2 separate regions of the Hordeum vulgare genome follow, and region 2 is linked to region 1. A link is a contact called in public Hi-C data. All regions are on one chromosome and are shown on one strand. The core of a region is the stretch at or near the end of the contact, and the rest is flanking DNA. Distances in the headings are between cores, read along the strand shown. Region 1 holds the start of LOC123397170 (ocs element-binding factor 1-like). Region 2 holds the start of LOC123452411 (heterogeneous nuclear ribonucleoprotein 1-like).

Region 1 (3,554 bases), core at 263-2,762:
TCCAAAGTTATAATAATTTCCTGTATATCAACATTGTTGTACAATACGAGTCAATTTGTGTATTATTTGCTTGTATGGTTTTATCTAATTTGGAATTTTTTGGTGATGGCACTACAATTTATTCCCTAAGTGGACAGTGGTTGATTGAACTGTACTATACACATCATAAATTTGTTCCCTTAGCAAGGGTTGCTAATCATTTACAAACGATCATTGATCGAGAGCCCTGACTTTCAACATCCACCGTAACTAAAGATCACATCTGTGTGCAAGGAAACTACTAGGACCTATAGATGTCACGCGCATTTGGCAAATACGAGTACGTGATCGATCGGACGCAAGTAGACATAACGAAACGTGGAGAAACCCTTGCGCCTAATTCAAAGTGCCGCGGCTCGCTCGCCACGCATCCGGAACGAACCAATCGTTGCACCCGCACATGCTGCTAGAACACACTACCGAACCGTACGTACGTTTGCTCGATCGGCGACGTGTGATTGTAGTACATATGTACCGATCGATCGCGTTCCGTCACGCGCGCGCACACACACACCTCCATCTTTAACCAGCTTTGAGCGGCTCGCTGAGGTCAGGCCATTGTCCATGCAGCTTTCGTCCGACTTTACCGGCCACCACACACGTATAGCCTCCAAGTACCACGCGTACATACGTGTACATAACCTGTGGGACGATTTAAAGATTCATCCGTCCATCCATTGCCTACGTACGTATTCACCACGTGACGCATCGTCGCGGTGTAACCCACTCAGCTGGAGACGTGTGAGTGGCATCGTGACAGCACGTAGACGTAGTCACCTAGAGCTAGCTACGTGCAAGACAAACTCCTGTCCTTCCCGCGCTGTTGATCGTGCTAACGTGGCGCGTCGCCCAGCCCCGAATGAGATCCCGGGGCGCCACGTCGGCGACGGCTGGCCCCCGCGAGCAGTGGCCTGCGCCCTACGGCACGGCGCGGCGCCCAATGGGACGTCCCCACAGCTGCGCGGGCACCTGCATGCAGTTGCAGTTGCACCCCAGCCATCGATGCCCAGCATCTCGCGGCCATTACTTCGCGATTAAGCTAACTAAAACGCCCACCCCACCCCCACCCTACCCGGACCTACGCGGGCCCGCGCCCACGTTGCACCAACCGAGCACCCACGCAAAAGGAGGACGAGCGCCACGTGGGCCCGCACGGGGTTGGACGAGCGATCCACCGTCCATATACGCCGTTGGGCTCATCGGCGCCGTCCGTGCGGGAAAGATGGGAGCACGTGGGCAAGTCTACGCGGGCCCGCCCGGGGATTGGATATACTGTCGCGGCCGTAGAATCTTTACCCGCCAGGAAGAAAAAGGCGGCAAAGATAGCCACCGGGGCGAAGGAAGGAGAAGCCTCACGTAAGTGCAGGGCCCGCCTCCTGGTGGCGGGCCACCCCCGACGGCCCGGCTCGGCCCGCTCCGGGGTCTATAAATAGCGCCAGTTTCCTCATCGCTTCTTCCCTTTTCCCCGATCCCTCTCTCGAGCCCCCCTAGATTCCCGGAATTACGGCTGCGTCCTTCTTCCGTTCCTTGTGGTTGTTGTTGCTGCTGCTAGTGGCAGGAGAAAGAAAGAAAGAAAATGCTGTCCCTGCAGGAGGCGATCGGCCTTGACATGGACGCGATGACGTCCGGGTTCGGCTTCACCCCGTGGGAGGCCGACACGTGCCCCACCCTCGAGGAGCTCATGGCGGCGTCGTCCACCACGTCGTCCCCCAGCTCGTCCGGCGGGGCCGCCGCGGACCAGGGCCACGGCCTGGTGGAGGACGAGGAGGAGCGCCGGCGGCGGCAGCGCCGGAAGGTGTCGAACCGGCTGTCGGCGCAGCGGTCGCGGGCGCGCAAGCAGCAGCGCCTCGAGGAGCTCCGCGGGACGGTGGCTCGCTTCCGCGCCGAGAAGCGCGAGCTGGCCGCCAAGCTGCACGCCGTGGCGCGGCACGAGCTCGCCGTGCGCCGCCAGAACGCGCGGCTCCGCACCGAGGAGGCCGCGCTCAAGCGCCGGCTCGGCTACCTACTCGCGCTGCAGCGGCTCACGCTGCAGCTCCGGTCGCGTCGCCCGCAGCCGGGCGCTGGCGGCGGGCCGGGAGGAGCCGCCTTGCCGCCGGCCGCAGCGACGGGGCTGGCTTCCCTGATGACCTACTAGGATGGAAATGGAAGGATGGTGCGGGTGGTCACGACCAATGACCACGGTGGACGGAGTCACATCACGTGTGAAAGTTTTGGAACGGATGGCGACGGCGACGACGACGACGAGAGTACTACGTGCGTGAACGAACCGGGAGCACTACTGGTGCTTTAAGCAGCTGCATGCCATGCTAGGGACCCGTGCTTTTACTTGACGTGTAGGCTGCATATATAATTAAGTACTACATGGATGAATGGATCGTCAGCTGATGTAAATTACTAAATGGAAAATTACTGCCGCTTTGGCGCCGTACGTGAAGAGTCCGACTGATTCACCGCTCATCTTACGTGCAGATTTACCGTGTGACCAAAATGGTCCTCGACCTCTGCGCAGGTTGACGCACAGGTCTCTCTGTTCTGTTTTTACTCTGCGTTATTTAACGGTGACTCCGTCTCCGTGACTGTCGTGAGAGCCTTTAGGTTTAGGGCGAACGGAAGAGATGCACTGCCTCATTTTTATCCGGCTGATTCACCGCTCAGCGTACGTGCAGATTCACTGTGCCTAAAATGGCCGTCGACATGCCGCAGGTCGACATACCCGGTCTCTCTGTTTTTACTCTGCGTTATTATTTAACGGTGCATGACACTACGCCGTCTCTTGTCGACTGTCGTGAGAGCCTTTAGGCCAAGCGGAAAAGATGCGCGCCCTCTTTTCTATCGGATATCCTGCCGGGCCATGGTGTAACGCGAGCCGCTCCGCTTTAGTGAAAACAAATAATAGACCGTAGTGATAGAATTTGACAGAGACGGGTCACTGACTTAGGTCGTGTTTCTTTTCAAGGGACTAGACTTTTTTTTAGTTCCAGGGACTAAAGAAAAAAGTCCATCCAAAAGAGTCTTTTTGTAGTCCCTTAAGGAAAAGTCCATCCTGTTTCTTTACCTAGGAACTAAAAGGGACTTTTTAGTCTAGTCACTGGGTAAAGAAACACCACCTTACTAAGCAAAGGTGGTCGACTGGCTAGCAACGGGCCTAGCAGCCTTGAATCGAATAAGTAGAGCAACAGGCAAGAGTTTAAAAGGCAGATATGGCTAGAAGACGAAGAGTGGATGTTGCAGTTGCTTTTAGATTTCATTGATCTAAAGGGTTGGAGCAACTTCAACAGACCCCTAAACATAGCCCTGACCAATACCCTAAACAACTTTTAGAAGTTGGGGGCCAAAGAAAGGAAAAGAAATCTTTAAGAGCATTTACACCCGGATACCGCAAACGGCCTCTCATACGTTTGCAGACGCGTCCAGTCAGTGACCAGACAAGAGAGAGAAGGAAAATAAATGACCTAATCGGATCGCTCGTATCATCCCTATACGTTCAGCTTTCCGCGGTCCTTAATATGAGGGCT
Region 2 (3,580 bases), core at 829-3,328, 250 kb before region 1:
ATACAGGAAACATTAACTTGTTATAAATAAGTAAAACATTCACCGAGTATTTCATCAATGTTTTAATGGTTACTCCTTTTGCACTTCACACTAACGGAATAATTTGAACGAGTAATTATAAGGTTATGGATTAATGGTTCAAAATCTAAAATGCTTTGTATACCTTAGTTTACTACTAAAAAAATACTTGGCTATAATTAAGAAGAATTTAAACTATTTAATAAAAAAATACTTGACTCATATAATTTAAAAAAAATAACGTATTTAATAATGAAACAAGTTAACGTGCATTAAAAGATCACGAGGTATTAAAAATTAATACTAAAGTAAAGCCAAACAATATAAAATTAGAGATTCAGATTCGTACTCTATGCCCAAAGATTCTTGCTTGGAAATATTATTGGTAGAAGGTAAGTCCACTTGTTCCTCTGTTATGTCTTGAATCATTTTGCTATCACTTTTAGCATCCACAACTTGAGCACCATATCCATATCCAATTGGCGTTACATAGCCTGTATAGAGTGGACCTTGCCTTACTACGGGGCCTCCGCCATTCATGATGTAACCATATTCTCCAGACGGTGAACACATATATTGCGGCACAGGCATCATATAATGATTATTAATAATATATTGCATGTGAGGTGGGTATACTCCAGTATAACCAATAGGAGGATAGTTACCATCCCATGTCATTGGACTATATTGTTGTCTTTCCTGGTAGTAACTATGATCCTTAGGAATGGCAACCTTAGTTTCAACTTTTGTTCCATTCAAATCATGGTATTTACTTTCCAACACCTTTGACATAGCCTCATCAGAATCAAATGTAATGAATCCAAAACCTCGTGATCTTTGAGTACCCCCCTCACGTATCACGACAACATCTGTTATGTTTCCAAACTTCTCAAAATAGCTCTGGAGGTGCTCTTTAGTAATGTTACCTCTTAGCCCACCAACAAAGACTTTCTTTGCATCATTGCTTCTATGACCATTACCAGCATATGAATTGTTACTAGAAGATTGTGTGTACCACTGGTTGTGAATTGGGCTTTGCATTGGGCTCTGATGTGAAGGGCGCTGGTAGAATGGTTGCTCATTTTGATACCGCATTGGCCTGGTTCGAGCTCGCTTAACATCCACCTATCCAAATAAACAATCAAACGACATAATTCAAAAGTAAGAAACAAAAATATTTTTAATAAAACTAAACTAGAAAATAATAGTGAACCCTTTTGCAAAAAATACAATAGAAACACCCCAAATGATCTAAAGAAGCATAACATTAAACTAAATAAATATCAAATAGAACTTCCTTATTTGTACAGTGAGCATTTAGGGGCAATTCTAACCAAGAAAAGTAAAAGAAAGTAACAAAGTTTTGTAAGGACATCTGAATAGGTGTATCTTACTTCAGTGTAAATACATAAAAGAAATTTAAGCAGCTCTAGTTGCAGATTATCTACACCATCAACAATCTTCGTAGAAATTTTTTAAAAAAAGCACCCCTTACTTTCACAGTTAAAAGTGACGGTACACAACATTAACCTGAATAAATTCAATCTAATAGCCGAATTGATGTTATCCAATAAGCTTACAGAAAATTAAATAGGAAGTAGGGTACACTCGATCTCAAAGCCCTTAAACAAGCGTACTTAATCATGGCCAAAGATTCAATCGAGCGGTTTGAAGAAGAAAAAAAGTGACTCACCGTGCGGTCGCCAAAGACGTGATTGGCCTTCTCCTTCTCCTGAAGCGCGGCGCGCGCGCCCTCCTCATCTGCGAACTCAACGAAAGCAAACCCACGGCCTTGGCCAGTCTCCCAGTCCCGCACGACGCGGACGCAAAGAACGTCGCCGTAGCGGCTGAAGTGGTCTTTGAGTTCGTCCTGCTGCGCCGACGGCGGGAGGCCGCCGACGTACAGCTTCCGCGTCTCCAGCGCCATCGGCAGGCGAGGGGGCGGCAATGGGAGGGGAGGGGAGGGGAGGCGGCGAGTCTGTTTCCGCGGGGCGGAGAGAAAAGCGGCGGAGGCGAGGCGCGCGTGGGCGAGGCGGAAGGAAGGCTAGGGTTGTTTGTTTGGGTTCGGTTGGGCTCGCCCGGGGTTTAAGAAGTTGCGGAGGGGACTGGACGGCCCAGATTTGGAACTGGTTTGTTTCTTGTTGCGTGCGGACCTGCGATGGGAAGGCGGACTGGACGAGGTTTCGTCTCGTGCTCGGCCTGGACAACTGCAAACTGGAGCGAATCACGCGTGGACTCTTGTATGTTTGACTTGGACTGAATTTCGGCGACTCTGGCTGCCTGACAAACGGGACCCGCGATGTGTCTGACGGAAGGAGCGCTGTAAGTTGGTCTTTCAAAAAACGTTGCAAACCCAAATGATCACAGGCACCACACATGTACAATCACCATTGTAAACACACAGGACATCCCTAACCATAAAAGATCTCTGAAAGTCCGAACTAGCAAATATTTATCCAACTAACAAATATTTATTTTAGCATAGTCATCACACGCGTTTTCGTAGTCAACGAATCGCATCTCGGTGAGCTGGTTTTATCACAATCTAACCATATTACCCTAATTTACTTTGAAAATACCCCTTTTATTGAATTTTAAGGGTCGATTTTGTTAGATTATAGATGGATTTAGGCTCATATAAAATAATAATTTCTGATTAATCTCTATGGTCCATGTAAGTGTACGACAATTGTTGAGAAGTTTAGTACTCTCTTCATCCCAAATAAGTGACTCAAAAGTGACTCAACTCTGTACTAAATTTAGTGCAAAGTTGAGTTATTGTTTAGTCATTCATTTTGGAACGGAGGCAGTACCATACTGCTACAGTGGTAAAAGTGAGATCTCTTTATAAGGCCTGCTCTATCACTTGTCATTAGAGTATCACTAGTAGTGACATTAAATCCTTAAATCCTCAAAATTAACCGCTTTTTACGGGTTGAAACGAAAAGAAGGCAAAGAATAGAACCCCTAAATCCTTAAAAAAATTTGAGGATTGGACCCCGGGTTGCCCTCCCAATCTCTAAAAGTGAGGATTGGAGAGGGGAACCCATCCCCAGCCCGCATTCCTACCGGTCGATGCGTGGGAGGGAAATTTCTCCGCCTCCCGCCTCCCACCGCCCGCCTACTCGCTGCCGTCGGCCGCCGCACGCCATGGAGGCCCCGCCTGCCTCCTCCCTCGCCCTGGCCGCCTCCTCCCTCGCATCGGTCGCCTCCTTCCTCCCTCCGCCCGTCGCCCCGCCCCCGGCCCTGGCCTCGGTGACGCCCGCGCCGGCCCAGCAGCCGGCCATCCCGAGCCAGGCGCAGGTGGCATCGATGGTGGCCGCCACCCACGTCAGCGCCAAGAGGCGGCGTGCTGGCCGGCACGTCATCCACCCCCAGCCCGCCCCGGCCACCGCCTCCGTCGTCCCGCCCGCCACCTCCCTCGCCCCGCCGAAGCCGCCCGCCACCAAGGGCCGGAAGAAGAAGCCCTCCCTTGGGCCGAAGGGGGCAGCGGGGCCGAAGGTGAAGAATACCACCTCCCGGAAGAAGTCGGCGCCCGCGCCCGCGCCCGCCGCCGCCCCTC

What was found. Hi-C and Micro-C count contacts between places; a contact is called where the count stands out from the background.
Region 2: a contact with region 1 is called in a Hi-C map of seedling, with 2.6 times the contacts expected there. The contact joins the promoter of LOC123452411 here to the promoter of LOC123397170 in region 1. A contact is called at or near these places in 1 of 6 Hi-C or Micro-C datasets (seedling) and 1 of 1 datasets of contacts at active chromatin or transcription factors (embryo).

What each region holds. Positions count from the first base shown.
Region 1 is chr5H:534,534,710-534,538,263 of MorexV3_pseudomolecules_assembly, reverse strand. It overlaps LOC123397170 (ocs element-binding factor 1-like), which reads left to right and starts at 1,512. Exons shown (of 1, transcript XM_045091821.1): 1 at 1,512-2,173. The coding sequence starts at 1,616. The coding sequence ends at 2,173.
Region 2 is chr5H:534,786,070-534,789,649 of MorexV3_pseudomolecules_assembly, reverse strand. It overlaps LOC123452411 (heterogeneous nuclear ribonucleoprotein 1-like), which reads right to left and starts at 2,078. Exons shown (of 3, transcript XM_045129061.1): 1 at 1,712-2,078; 2 at 368-1,143. The coding sequence starts at 1,945.